Linked DNA regions of Sus scrofa: region 1 is linked to region 2. A link is a contact called in public HiChIP or PLAC-seq data. All regions are on one chromosome and are shown on one strand. The core of a region is the stretch at or near the end of the contact, and the rest is flanking DNA. Distances in the headings are between cores, read along the strand shown. Region 1 overlaps LOC110255810 (a long non-coding RNA gene). Region 2 overlaps LOC110255810 (a long non-coding RNA gene).

Region 1 (6,384 bases), core at 1,433-3,932, 220 kb after region 2:
GGTGGGAATGTCAATTGGTACAACTTATGGAAAACAGTATGGAGGTTCCTCAAAAAAACTAAAACTAGAACTCCCATATGATCCAGCAATCCCACTCCTGGGCATCTACTCAGCGAAAGCCATAATTCAAAAAGATACATGCACCCCAATGTTCACTGCAGCACTATTTACAACAGCTAAGACATGGAAGGAACCTAAATGTTCATCAACCAAGGAATGGATAAAAAGATGTGGTGCATACAGACAGTGGGATACTACTGAGCCTTTAAAAGCCTGAAATAATGCCACTTGCAGCAACATGGATGGACCTAGAAATTATCACACTAAGCGAAGTAAGTGAGAGGGCAAAAGACAAACAGCGTGTGATATCACATACGTGGAATCTGAAAAAGTATGTAAATGAACTTATTTGCAGAACAGAAACAGACTCACAGAGTTTGACAACAAACTTGTGGTTACCAAAGGGACAAGTAGGAAGGAGAAATGGACTTGAGGTTTGGGACTGGCATATGCACACTGTGGTATATGGAATGACCGGCCAATGGGGACCTGCTATATATATATAGCACAAAGAACTCTGCCCAATGTTCTGTGGTAATCTGCGTGGGAAAAGAATCTGAAAAAGAATGGATGTGTGTATGTGTATAACTAAATCACTTTGGTGTACAACAGAAATTATCACAACATTGTAAACTAACTATACTTCAATAAAACCTTAAAAAATGAAAAAAAAATCTTGCTCTAATTGATTTCTGAGCATCAGTAAGATAGGTTTTCAAGCTTAAATGTATTGAACCATGAACGTGACTGTGCATATTCCCAGGAGTCTACAGTTCTCTACCAAGATGTACTTTATTTTAGTGGGGAGGGATGGGAGGAGGGGGTTACTTCTATCAAAATCTGGAAATTAATATAAAGTTATTCTGGGTTATCTAGATGACAATCTTGGAGCAAATACCTGTTGTACAAACACAGTTTTGTTTGAGATCACTGTCTGACTGTATGAATTAGTTCTACTTCAACCACCCCCTGCTCATGAGTAAAGCACTGTCTGCCTCCTGGTCTGCAAGCCACCTTCCAGTCTGACACCACCATTGCAAGGATTCATGGGAAGAGCACACATGATGAGAACCTGGCACACTGGAAGCTCTCCATAAATAGTGGGTAATATTACTTTGCAGACTTTCATGTAACATGTGAACACTCAACAGAGTAAAGTTGCTTCCACTTCTTAAAGTAAACCAATTAAAAATAGTCTGTATCAAGTTATTGCATCTAAGTGCAACATAATAAGCCCAGATCATATCTGTTTCCTGAGCTGCATTAGCAGGTAGTAAGAATGCCTCCCCTTGACCTTTTGGCTATGGAATTCAGAAGGTATCCTGTGGCCCTTAGCAAATTCTCACCTCTATCCAGACTTACAGCTGGTTTAAGGGAAATCCAAGCCTACAGCTGCTGGCAATGAATATTCCTGGTGTTGATGTGAAAGACGTGTCACACACCTGTGCCATAATCCAGACTACTTCATGTTAGCAAGAGCTCTTCTTAAAAAATCCTGAGGTTGACAATGTCAGTTTCCCTGTCGTCAAGGAAAAAAAAAAATCCTCCATTCCTGCAAAGTTTTTTTTCTGACTGCTAACTGAATACCTCAGCCTCGATGGAATCTGGGGGTTTGTAATTAGTACACTAAGAGAGTACCATTGACAGAGGGCAATGGGACACAGACAATAACAAGCCATTAGAATTCCATCCGTTAATGTAATTGAAAAAACACATATTGAGCACCTACTGTGTGTTCACTGTGCTCAATGCCATTGGAGACAGAAAATAATAAGACCCAATTCAGTTCCTGTCTTCAAAATGAATGGGCTTGAGGAAAGAACGGATTAGATAGAAATACGAATAATAAAGAATGTAAGGATATATAGGTAAAAGACATGCGAAACATTAAAATGGTTCAAGGTAGCATAAAAGACAAGGGAGGCATATGGAGGAGATGACATTTAAAATGTATATAGAAATGATAAGACAATGTGTCTGTTCCTTACACCAGTTTACTTGTTAAGGGTTCAGGCAGTATTTTTGTCTCCTAATCTCTCAGTGCCTGGAGCATAACAAACACTGATTAATGCTGAATTAAGTAATGCAGTAATTAATAGAGTGGTTAAACTTAATTTATACTTGGAAGATGACAATAAAGGTTGAATCACTGAATGAGTCAATGAGTACAATGTTTCAAATTAACTAATCTGGGAGGGAGATAACGCCACCTACCCGCCTCATTTACTTGGTAGGATAACTGAAATCCAGAGAGGTGAATGATAACTAGCTCAGGGGGCTAGACAACAGCAGAACGAGGACTGGAACCTACGTCTTTTGATTGTCAGTGATCTTTCTATCCATTCCAAGAGCTATCACTTTTTATTATTTGAATTCAAATGCATTTTCTTCTAAGTAATCTCTAATGCAAATTTTTATGGTTCTTTCTGGCAAAACAGAGATTAAATGTGTCAGTCGCTTTATGCTCACAGCTGAAGCCAGGCTGATTTCTCCACATCACTGTAGAAATAGCAGCCACTCTTTACAGAAACCCAAATCCAGACCAGTTGTGGGTCCTGCTGGACCAGGCATGACTGGGAGAGGCTGGCATTCAGTTTCAGGGCATGGAGGGCACTCCCTCCCCTGTCACAGCAACAAGAGAACAGGATGGGGTAGTGGGGGAGCAGGGATGAAGCTTGGGGTCACTGAAAGGATTGTTTTGTTTTATTACATTTGTTTCATTTTTTACAAGTGATATCCTCATTTCAAAACAAAAGAATAAGACTTCTGGTAGATTTCCTCAAAGGCAACTAAGGAGAGATTTGCCAAAGCCATTGCTACAGGGGTTAGTTTAGGTAAACAAGGGCACTGGGAAGCCGTGAAATCTAAACTTTTCCCTCTGGCCCATGCCAGTGCTTTAGCTGCCAAAAAGTAGACGTGCTTTCTGCTTCCAAAAATAAAAAGTGATTATACTCTTGCTACCCAAGTCTACCCTTGGCCACTCCACGGACCATCTTAAAGAGGCGATGAGGGATGCACTTTGTGGTGTTGTTTTTGGAAAGCTCTTGTTCAAAACACTCTTGAGGGTGTACTGTCCTGGGGGTGCTGGTCCCTGTGGGCAGGCAGTGGCCACCTACTGGAGCCCCTGGAAATGGCTTTCTTGCCAGGGACACATGGCTTCCATTAGTCAAGAGCTCACTGGTTTTCTGACCCAGTGTTCTCTCTCATTGTTTTTTATATCTGATGTTTCTCGAGGCTGGACATGAAGGTAAGAAAGGAAAACATGGAAAACCGGGTAACTATTTTTCAACTTACCATGTGTATTTTCCTTTGTAAATTTGTCTATTCATGGCTTTATTTTTCTACCAGTCTATACTTTTTTTTAATTGATTCATAAAAGTTCTTTACGTCTTTGAGGATATTAATTCTTCATCTCTTACATATGCTAGAAATATTTTCCCAGCTTATAACTTGAAACTTCTGTTATAATTTATATAAAGTGCACATATTTTAAGCATATAAAAATTGGGTAAATAGTAAGGTGAAAGACATCTTAGTTTACTATCATAAAGCACTTAGAAAGTTCATCTTTCTGTGGTATATATACACAATGGAATACTACTCAGCCATAAAAAAGAATGACATAATGCCATTTGCAGCAACATGGATGGAATTAGAGACTCTCATACTGAGTGAAATGAGCCAGAAAGACAAAGACAAATACCATATGATATCACCTATAACTGGAATCTAATATCCAGCACAAATGAACATCTCCTCAGAAAAGAAAATCATGGACTTGGAGAAGAGACTTGTGGCTGCCTGATGGGAGGGGGAGGGAGTGGGAGGGATCGGGAGCTTGGGCTTATCAGACACAACTTAGAATAGATTTACAAGGAGATTCTGCTGAATAGCATTGAGAACCTTGTCTAGATACTCATGTTGCAACAGAAGAAAGAGTGGGGGAAAAAATGTAATTGTAATGTATACATGTAAGGATAACCTGACCCCCTTGCTGTACAGTGGGAAAATAAAAAATATTATTAAAAAAAAAAGAAAGTTCATCTTTCTTCTGAAATTATAGTAAATCTAGGCAGATTTGAAATCCCATTTCAGGCCACTCTTCACTCCTCATGGAAGTCTACAACCTCCCTTCTACTCAGGGTGACCAGCTTGTCCCAGTTTCCCTGAGACTCTACTGGTTTCAGAACTGGAAGTCCTTCAAGGGCGCACATATTAGTAACATCCTCATACTAGTAATGAATGTATAAAGAACAGCATGTGAGAAAGGAGAATATCAGGTCACCCTCACACCTCAGGGCTCATTCAGATTCTCTAGGGAGGGAAGAATACCTTCTTCAAGGCTGTGGAAATTCAAGGAGTATAATAATGGGAGGTCCTAATTCATACTCAATGATCAAAGATTTGAGAATCTTGCACTTGATATGACTTGAGCAATAAATTCTTAAATACTTGATTCTTTCTGATCTCTCTTCATCATGCCTTTTTACATTTCCAAAGTTAATCATGTTCTAGACTAAGAATATCATTGAAATGCTACCTAGGCCAGCACCCATTATCTTGTGAAAAATCATTTTCACTTGGAATGAATGAAGTATGTTTTCTGCAGGACTTTATCTGTGGGTTTATAACTGTATTCCGTGTGGCCCAGTACAAGAAATGTAAAACATTCAATAAATACCTGTTGAAGGAATGAATGAATGAGTAAATTAATGTACCAGCAAAACACATTTGATATACATGAGCACATATTTATGAAAAGTCATGAGAAAAAAAACTGCACATGGCATCATTTGCAATATGGAATCTACTTCTTTAATTAAAACACATTTTGAAGAGAATATGTTATATCTGCTGGGAGCATATATTAGAGTCCCCCAAATCATAAAAGCTGAGTTCAAAATATAAATTAAATATAACTCCTTATCATTATAGACAAAAATACAAGCTGCATATTTAAAAATTACCTGTCTTTCTAAAACATCAGGACCATCTTTATTGTTTTGATTCCTATAAAAGAAAACTCCTGCTGGGAGTTTCCTTTGTGGTGCATCGTAAATGAATCCAACTGGTATCCATGAGGTGCAGGTTCGATCCCAGGCCTCACTCAGTGGGTCAGGGACCTGGCATTGCTGTGAGCTGTGGTGTAGGTCGCAGACATGGCTCAGATCCCGTGTGGCTGTGGCTGTGGCGTAGGCCAGAAGCTACAGTTCCAATTCGACCCCTAGCAATGGGAACCTCCATATGCTGCAGGTGTGGCCCTAAAAAAACAAAAAAAAAAAGGGAACAAACCCTTGTTTATTGTGATAGTTCAAATAGCACTTTAAGAAAAAAATAGAAAATGTGGTTTCCCCTTGATAACCATAAATCTGATTTCAAAATCTGTGAGTTTGCTTCTGTTTTAACTGCTGCAAATGACATTATTTCATGCTTTTTTTATACCTGAGTAATATTACAATATCATCTGCAGCCACATGGATGGACCTAGAGAATATCATAATAAATTCAGATAAAGACAAATATCACAGGATATCAGTTATGGAATGGAATATAATAAAAATGAAGCAATTTAACTTGTTTATAAAACAGAAGCAAATTCACATATTTTGAAATCAAATTTATGGTCGTCAAAGGGGAAACTGTTGGGGTAACTGGATTAACACATTACTGTATATAAAAAAGATAATTAACAAGGACCTACTGTACAGCACAGGGAAATCTACTCAATATTTTGTAATAACCTATATGGGAAAAAAGAATGGATATATGTACATGTATAACTGATTCTCTTTGTTTTACATCTTAAACAAATATAACACTGTCATGTCAACTATACTCCAATAAAAATTATTTAAAGAAGACTGACTTTATTATCTAGTGGTTAGCCGAGGGGAGGGGGTAAGGGATAATATAAATGTGAGGATATGGGAGGTACAAACTAATGCACGTAAGATAGGCTCAAGGATGTAGTGTACAGCAGGGTGAATACAGCCAACATTTTGGAAACTATAAATGGAACATAACTGTAAATGGAAAATGACCTTTAAATTGTATATTTAAAAAAAATTAAAAGATTGACTATTTTAATCATGACTCAGATACATGAATCTCAAATATGTTCACTGCAACATTGTTTTAACAACAATCGGAAACAACCTAAACTTCTTTCTTTCTTTTTTTTTTTTGGCCACACACATGATATATGGAAGTTCCCAGGACAGAGGTTGAACTTGTGCCACAGCAGTGACCTGAGCCACTGCAGTGACAATGTGGGACCCTTAACTCATTGAGCCACATGGGAACTCCAACCTAGACTTACAACAA
Region 2 (6,470 bases), core at 551-3,050:
TGAATTGGGAGCTTGGGGTTAATAGATGCAAACTGTTGCTTTGGGAATGGATTAGCAATGAGATCCTGCTGTGTAGCACTGAGAACAATGTCTAGTCACTTATGATGGAGCATGATAATGGGAGAAAAAAGAATGTATACATGTACGTGTAACTGGGTCACCATTGCTGTACAGTAGAAAAAAAATTGTATTAGGGAAATGACAATTAAAAAAATTAAAAAAAATTTGGGAGTTCCTGTCGTGGCGCAGTGGTTAACGAATCCGACTAGGAACCATGAGGTTGCGGGTTCAGTCCCTGCCCTTGCTCAGTGGGTTAACGATCCGGCGTTGCCGTGAGCTGTGGTGTAGGTTGCAGATGCAGCTCGGATCCCGTGTTGCTGTGGCTCTGGCGTTCGCCGGTGGCTACAGCTCCGATTCAACCTCTAGCCTGGGAACCTCCATATGCCGAGGGAGTGGCCCAAGAAATAGCAACAACAACAACAACAACAACAAAAAGACAAAAGACAAAAAAAAAAAAAATTAAAAAAACTTTGATTCAAAAATAGAAACACAGACATCTATGAAGCTCAGCAAACCCCAAGCAGGATAAGTGCAAATATAACTAAGCACCTTATAATTAAACTACTGAAAAACCAAAGACTAAGAGTAAACCTTAAGAGCAATCAAAGACATATTATATGAGGGAGAATAATTCCAAGAATGATGGCTACTTCTCATAAGAAAAAATGGGGCCAGAAGACATGGAACTATATATTCAACATGATAAAAAAAAAAAATCATTGCCAACTCAAAATTCTATACATAGCAAATTTTTTTTTTTTTTTACATTCAAGTTAAATAAACACAGAGACTTTTAGAAACAGAAAAGCTGGAAGAATTTGTTGCCAGTAAACACACAATATAAGAAATTCTCAAATACGTTCTTCAGGCTGAAGAAAAATAATACCAGATGGAAATTCAGAGGTACAGGAAGAAATGAAGAACTTTAAAAATAATTAAGTGTTGGGGTAAATATAAAAGACATATAGGACTTTGTCAAAACGAACATCTATCCTTCAAACAACACCACTAGGAAAATAAAAGCAAGTCACAGAAATAAAAGTGTTCACCCCCATAGGACCTGCCAACACAGTTCTCACTGCTGCCTCTGTGGGGGGATAGCTTGGGGCCGAGTGCCAGGGAACAGGGAGGAGATAAACCGTGGATGTTCTCCCAGGAGGTCCCTTTCCAATCTCCATGCCAGGGCCAAGGTGCAAGCTTCCGTTCATCTGGTTCCCACTTCTAGGTTTCAGGCTGTATCTTGCATCCAGGTTGGGGGGCCCAGGAGGAAAGATGGGAAATGCACCACCAGTTCAGTGGTCCATATTCTGAACTCTAGTCTTCTCTCCCAGTCTACCTGCTACTTTTCCAAGTCCTCAAATAGCTGATCCAGGTTTTAGAGCTCCATTCAGTGAGAGAATTGGGGATGGGGTGTGCCTATTCATCCTACCTAGGATTAAAACTCATGATTTAGGTCCTGAGCATGTTAAGCTGAGGTACTTGTGGGATATTTCCAGGTGGACATATCTGTCTGGAGCTTTTAAGCAACATCTTAAAACTATATAGGTGCTTCCAATCATTCCGGTCATGGAGGGTGTATAGAATAAAATAAATGGACAGAGAATAAAACCCTGGGATCCTCCTGGGTACAGGAAAAGGAGCCAATGCAGAGAGACGGGTCAGATAAGCCAGGAGAAAGGCAGGATGCGGGTATCAAGTCCCCACCCAGCTCTCTCCTGAGCTGTACATGCCAGCCGTGCTCTCGTGTTTCCAGGGAGGGCTTTGCTCATCCACCGTCTGTGTCAGAATCACCTGGGGGGGCGGAGTGGGGTGGAGCCAACCCGTTGATTTTCAGGCTACACTCTTCCAAATTTATTTAATGAGAATCCTAAGTGGCGGGGCCCACCTGCCTGAGTTTTTAACTAGCTTTCTGGAAATTTCTCAGGAACGTTAGAGAACCACGGCCCTAGGTCTACAGAATGTGGAAGCCCTGCGCCTGTCACCAGCGTAAAGAGAGGGTGCTGAATAAGTGGAAAGGTACTTTTTTGAGTGATCCAAAGTGAAAGAGAGATTCCCAAAGTTTGGTAAGTGATGCGGCAGGAGGAGGAGGAAATTGAACTTTTATTCTTATTATTCCAGACCCGAGGCAGACACTCTTGGAGCAGCTGAGTCAGGTTCATCTTGAATTTCATGTCTGAAGCCTATTAAGAGCCCAGCACAAGCCTTCAGGGCTCCAGGCCGAGAGAGGGGACAGTGAGTCTCGGGTGGCGTGAGGCTGTGCAGCTGCCGGGAATATGCTGACGGCCATGACAGGTGATGAGCCATTTGGCTGACACTGTCCTTCTTTAAACAGCATCCAGTGGAAGTGCAGCCCTGTTACTTTTACAGGACTCAATCAACAAAGGTTAATTGGTCCATTTTATGCCAAATCCAGTAGTCATGTTTGACGCTGTGCTGCTCTCGCCAGACAACATCTGTTTGGACAGGGGAATGAAACTAGCTGAGATGCAGTCTCAGCTCCCCCTCTTCTCGCCCAGCCTCTCTGCTAAGCGGTATGCTTAGGTACTTTTTGGGAAAAGTCTGAAAGCTAATGTCAATAGAAAACCACATTAGATGAAAGGGAATTCATCACCAAAAGTGCTTCGGGAGAAAGCACTTGACCCCTTTTGAGCCTCCTCATAGTCGGTGCAATGCCAAGTTCCCCTGGCCTTCTCTTGGCTTCTTCCCAACCTCGATTCTTTCCTGTGAGCGCCTCAGCAATGATGACCACGTCTCCATCTGTATTCCTAGCTCCTAGCACAGCGTCTGGCACACACGGGGGTCAAAACGTTTCTGAAGCTTATTAAGCTTCACTGTGAGTCTAGCATCAATTTGACACGCATGCTTCCTAATGGTCTACTACATTTCTTTTTTCTGCCTTCCAGATTTCTCCTGTTCTTTTCTAACCTTCCTTCCCCTTTCTTCTTTGTCCCCCTTTTTGTCTGTCTTCTCTCCTCTACTGCCCAATTACCACCAGAAGAGAACCAGGCTGGGAACTGGACCATGAAGAAAGCAACTTTCTCCATTCCCTCGCCTTGCCTTCCATCTCTCCTCCTTTCCCTTCTCCTCTCTGTACCTCTAGGGGTTCTCTTTCTGCATCTCAAGTCCTCTACGTTGAAGCCTTAATGTGCAGAATGCAGTGCTATTCAAGTAAGAGGAATAAAAGCAATTTCTCACTTGCTATTAATCCCCCATCTTTAGCGATTTGTAGAATTGAGTAAAAACCTCCTCTACAGCACAAAACACAGCTTCACTTTAAGATGCAGCATGGTTCATTTAATACCTAATACTTGCGTATTTTAAGTAGTGAATGCACTACTAACATTATGGAGAATTATTTACATCCCATCACTTTGGCAGACTGTCTGGGGTCCTGAGGACTCAAGAGATTTGACCAAACCCCTTCCAAAAGCTAACTTTGCCAGATCTTCTATGGAACAACGAACAAATGTTACAGATAACAACCATGCCAGAAATCACTGAGATTTGGGGTTTACACATATGTATTTTAAGAAACACATGAAGACACTTGATTTACTGGAGTCCATTATTCTTTTGACTCACGCTGTGCTCTCATCAGCCGTTCACATGTTTCTGAATAATCTAGGCCCTTGGGCCATCTGGAGATTTCACTGTTTGATAGTTAACCACTCCTGGCACTAAAAGGGAGAGGATGAAAATTCAGGCCAGCGTATTTTCCTTTCTGAAAGCAGCTCTCATAAAAGCTTCTTTTGAAACTATATCACTTCTCAGGAAGAAAGAAAGAAGGAAACCAACATTTTCAAATGTCAGGTAGCTATGTACTACCCAGCTTCTAAGTGTTAACTCATTTAATTCTCATAAAAACACTGTAAGGGAGGGGATATTATCTTTATACTATAGATAAAGTAACGAGGGCTCAGAGAGGTTAGGTAATTTGCTCAAAGCCACAGAGCTAGTCAGAGGTGAAGATAGGGTTTGAACCCAAGCCTGGCCAAATCCAAAGCCCACATGCTTTCCAGAACACTCTACTCTGTCTTCAGTGCTTGAATCTTACTGTTGGATTACAGACACGGTCTGTACTTCATTCTGTGCATAGTGACCAGCTCCAGACGCTGATCCATCCACTTCCCCCTCTCTCCTCCTGCCTTCCTGCCTTATTTGGCTTCCATCAGCAGCGCCTCACATTTGCATGGTGCTGTATAGACATCTATCAGGTACTTTCACAGACACTGTCTCATGTCCTTACTGAAACCCCAGGAAGCAGTGTCACTATTGTTACAGTTTATAAATGTAGAACCTGGACTGTGGAGTGATGATGGGATTGGCTCTTTGTCAGAGAGCAACCAGTGTCTGAGCTGATTCTGGAAGAAAGATGTGCCAAGTGCCAGGTCACTGGGGAGTCCACAGGGCAGATTAGGGAGTTCGGATTACTGAAAGGCAGGTCCAAGGGAATGGGGGCAAGGAGGGTGGTATGGCCAGCTGATCATTTCAATCCGGAGGTTGAATTCTCTTCTCTGGGAATTGCAGAATTCTCTGATAGGTCTATTTGCCATTGTGCTGTTTAGGGCACATGTATAATCTCTCTAACTCCTGACTCTGAAAATTCTTCCTTCATCCAAAGAATTGCTTTTCCTTCGATGTTTGTCTCCTAAAAGCATTATTCATTTTCTTGCTCCATCTGCACGTGTGGAATTTCTGATGCAGGCCCTTGCCACATCTTACATAAATAAATGCAGCCGCCTTCTGATTGGTCCTCCTGTCTTCAGCCAGCACGCCCTACCTAGCAGTTCACACTAGACTGATTTTCCTTAAATGAAAATTTAATCATGTCACTTCTCTACTTAACATCTGTTCATGCCTCCCAATCAGCTCCAGGACTAAATCCAGAATCTTAATTACAATGTATGGTAGCTTTCATAACTTGATGCCTTCCTTCCTTCCAGGACCACTTCATAGCAGAGCTGAAGTGCTGCCTGCTCTCACACATCTCTGCCTCTTTACCTACCACTGTCCTTTGGCCTGCAGTTGGCTCTCTCTCACACTTCCCCAATTAATCTCCAGAAAGATGCCTCCTCACCTCCCATTACACGTGTAGTTGTGTGGGGGGTTTTCTTGGCCACACCTACAGCATGCTGAAGTTCTTTGGCCAGGGATCAGACCTCAGCCATTGCAGCAACCCAAGCCACAGCAGCGACAATGTTGAAACCTTAACCACTAGGCTATCCGGGAACTCCCTATTACATGTGTAGTTGTTTGTTTTGCTTTGTATTTTTTCCATTTCTGGCTGCCCTGCAGCATAGAGAGTTCCTGGGTCAGGGATCAGATCCAAGCCACAGTTGAGATCAAAGCCGAAGCTACAGCAATACTGGATCCTTAACCCACTGTGCTAGGCCAGGGATCAAACCTGTATCCCAGCACTTTCCACACTGCAGATCCCGGTAAGCCACAGCGGGAACTCCACAGGAGTAGTTGTTGATTGCAGGTCTCTCTCCCACTATAAGTCTGAGAGGCTTTTGTGGGAGGGGCTTTACCTTTTTATTTCTGATTCTGTTGCTATTCCTAATGTCCCCCCCCTTTTTTTTTTGTCTTTTTAGGGCCGCACCTGTGGCATATGGAGGTTCCCAGCCTAGGGGTCTAATTGGAGCTGTAGCCACTGGCCTACACCACAGCCACAGCAATGCGGGATCCGAACCACGTCTGCAACCTACACCACAGCTCACAGCAACGCCAGGTCCTTAACCCACTGAGTGTGGCCAGGGATTGAACCCACAACCTCATGGTTCCTAGTCGGATTCATTAACCACTGAGCCACAATGGGAACTCCCCTAATGTCTCTTCTTGAATATGGATCTTTCCAAGGGTAGGAAGCCTCTGTGTAATGATGGGGAGGCAAAAGATTCTTTTTATTTTTTACTTTTTGGGCCATGCCTTTCGCATGTGGCAGTTCCTGGGCCAGGGATCAAACTGCACCAAAGCAGCAGCCTGAGCTGCTGCAGTGACAGCACTAGGTCCTTAATCCACTGTCCTGCAAGAGAACTCCTGCTATTTATTTATTTATTTATTTAGCACATGAAAGATAAGATTAAGCTCTACAGTGTGAGAATATTTTTGTTTGCTTTGTGGGTGGCAGGCAGAAGGATTCCATTCTTAGTACACTTTCTTTCACTCCTTTAATATTTTAGTACTCATAAATGCATATAAAAATGCAGGTTTCCATCAAGTTCAAAGATATTTGAATTAGTGGAAGAAAAGATTTGTCTTAAGAGTCAAAGAAATGTAAAGTTGGACAGCTGCATATAAATCAATGAAGCTGGAACACACCCTCACACCACGTAGTAAAATAAACTCAAAATGGCTTAAAGACTTAAACATAAGACATGACACCATAAAACTCCTAGAAGAGAACATAG

Evidence for each region. HiChIP or PLAC-seq counts read pairs in DNA pulled down with a chosen protein or histone mark.
Region 1: an H3K27ac HiChIP or PLAC-seq map of skeletal muscle shows a contact between it and region 2, with 5 times the contacts expected there. The contact joins two enhancer-like sites. A contact is called at or near these places in 1 of 47 Hi-C or Micro-C datasets (skeletal muscle) and 1 of 2 datasets of contacts at active chromatin or transcription factors (skeletal muscle).

Annotation. Positions count from the first base shown.
Region 1 is chr11:17,259,714-17,266,097 of Sscrofa11.1, forward strand. The region is part of intron 1 of LOC110255810 (a long non-coding RNA gene); the gene reads right to left. Among named protein-coding and RNA genes, the nearest start is that of DLEU7, 290 kb to the left of the region's middle. Within about 2 kb of position 2,683, at least 3 of the 83 cell types and tissues checked have an H3K27ac peak or open chromatin away from gene starts, as enhancers often do. A contact at or near this core is called in skeletal muscle, where this site is marked.
Region 2 is chr11:17,039,416-17,045,885 of Sscrofa11.1, forward strand. All of the region lies in intron 2 of LOC110255810 (a long non-coding RNA gene), which reads right to left. Among named protein-coding and RNA genes, the nearest start is that of DLEU7, 72 kb to the left of the region's middle. Within about 2 kb of position 1,801, at least 4 of the 83 cell types and tissues checked have an H3K27ac peak or open chromatin away from gene starts, as enhancers often do. A contact at or near this core is called in skeletal muscle, where this site is marked.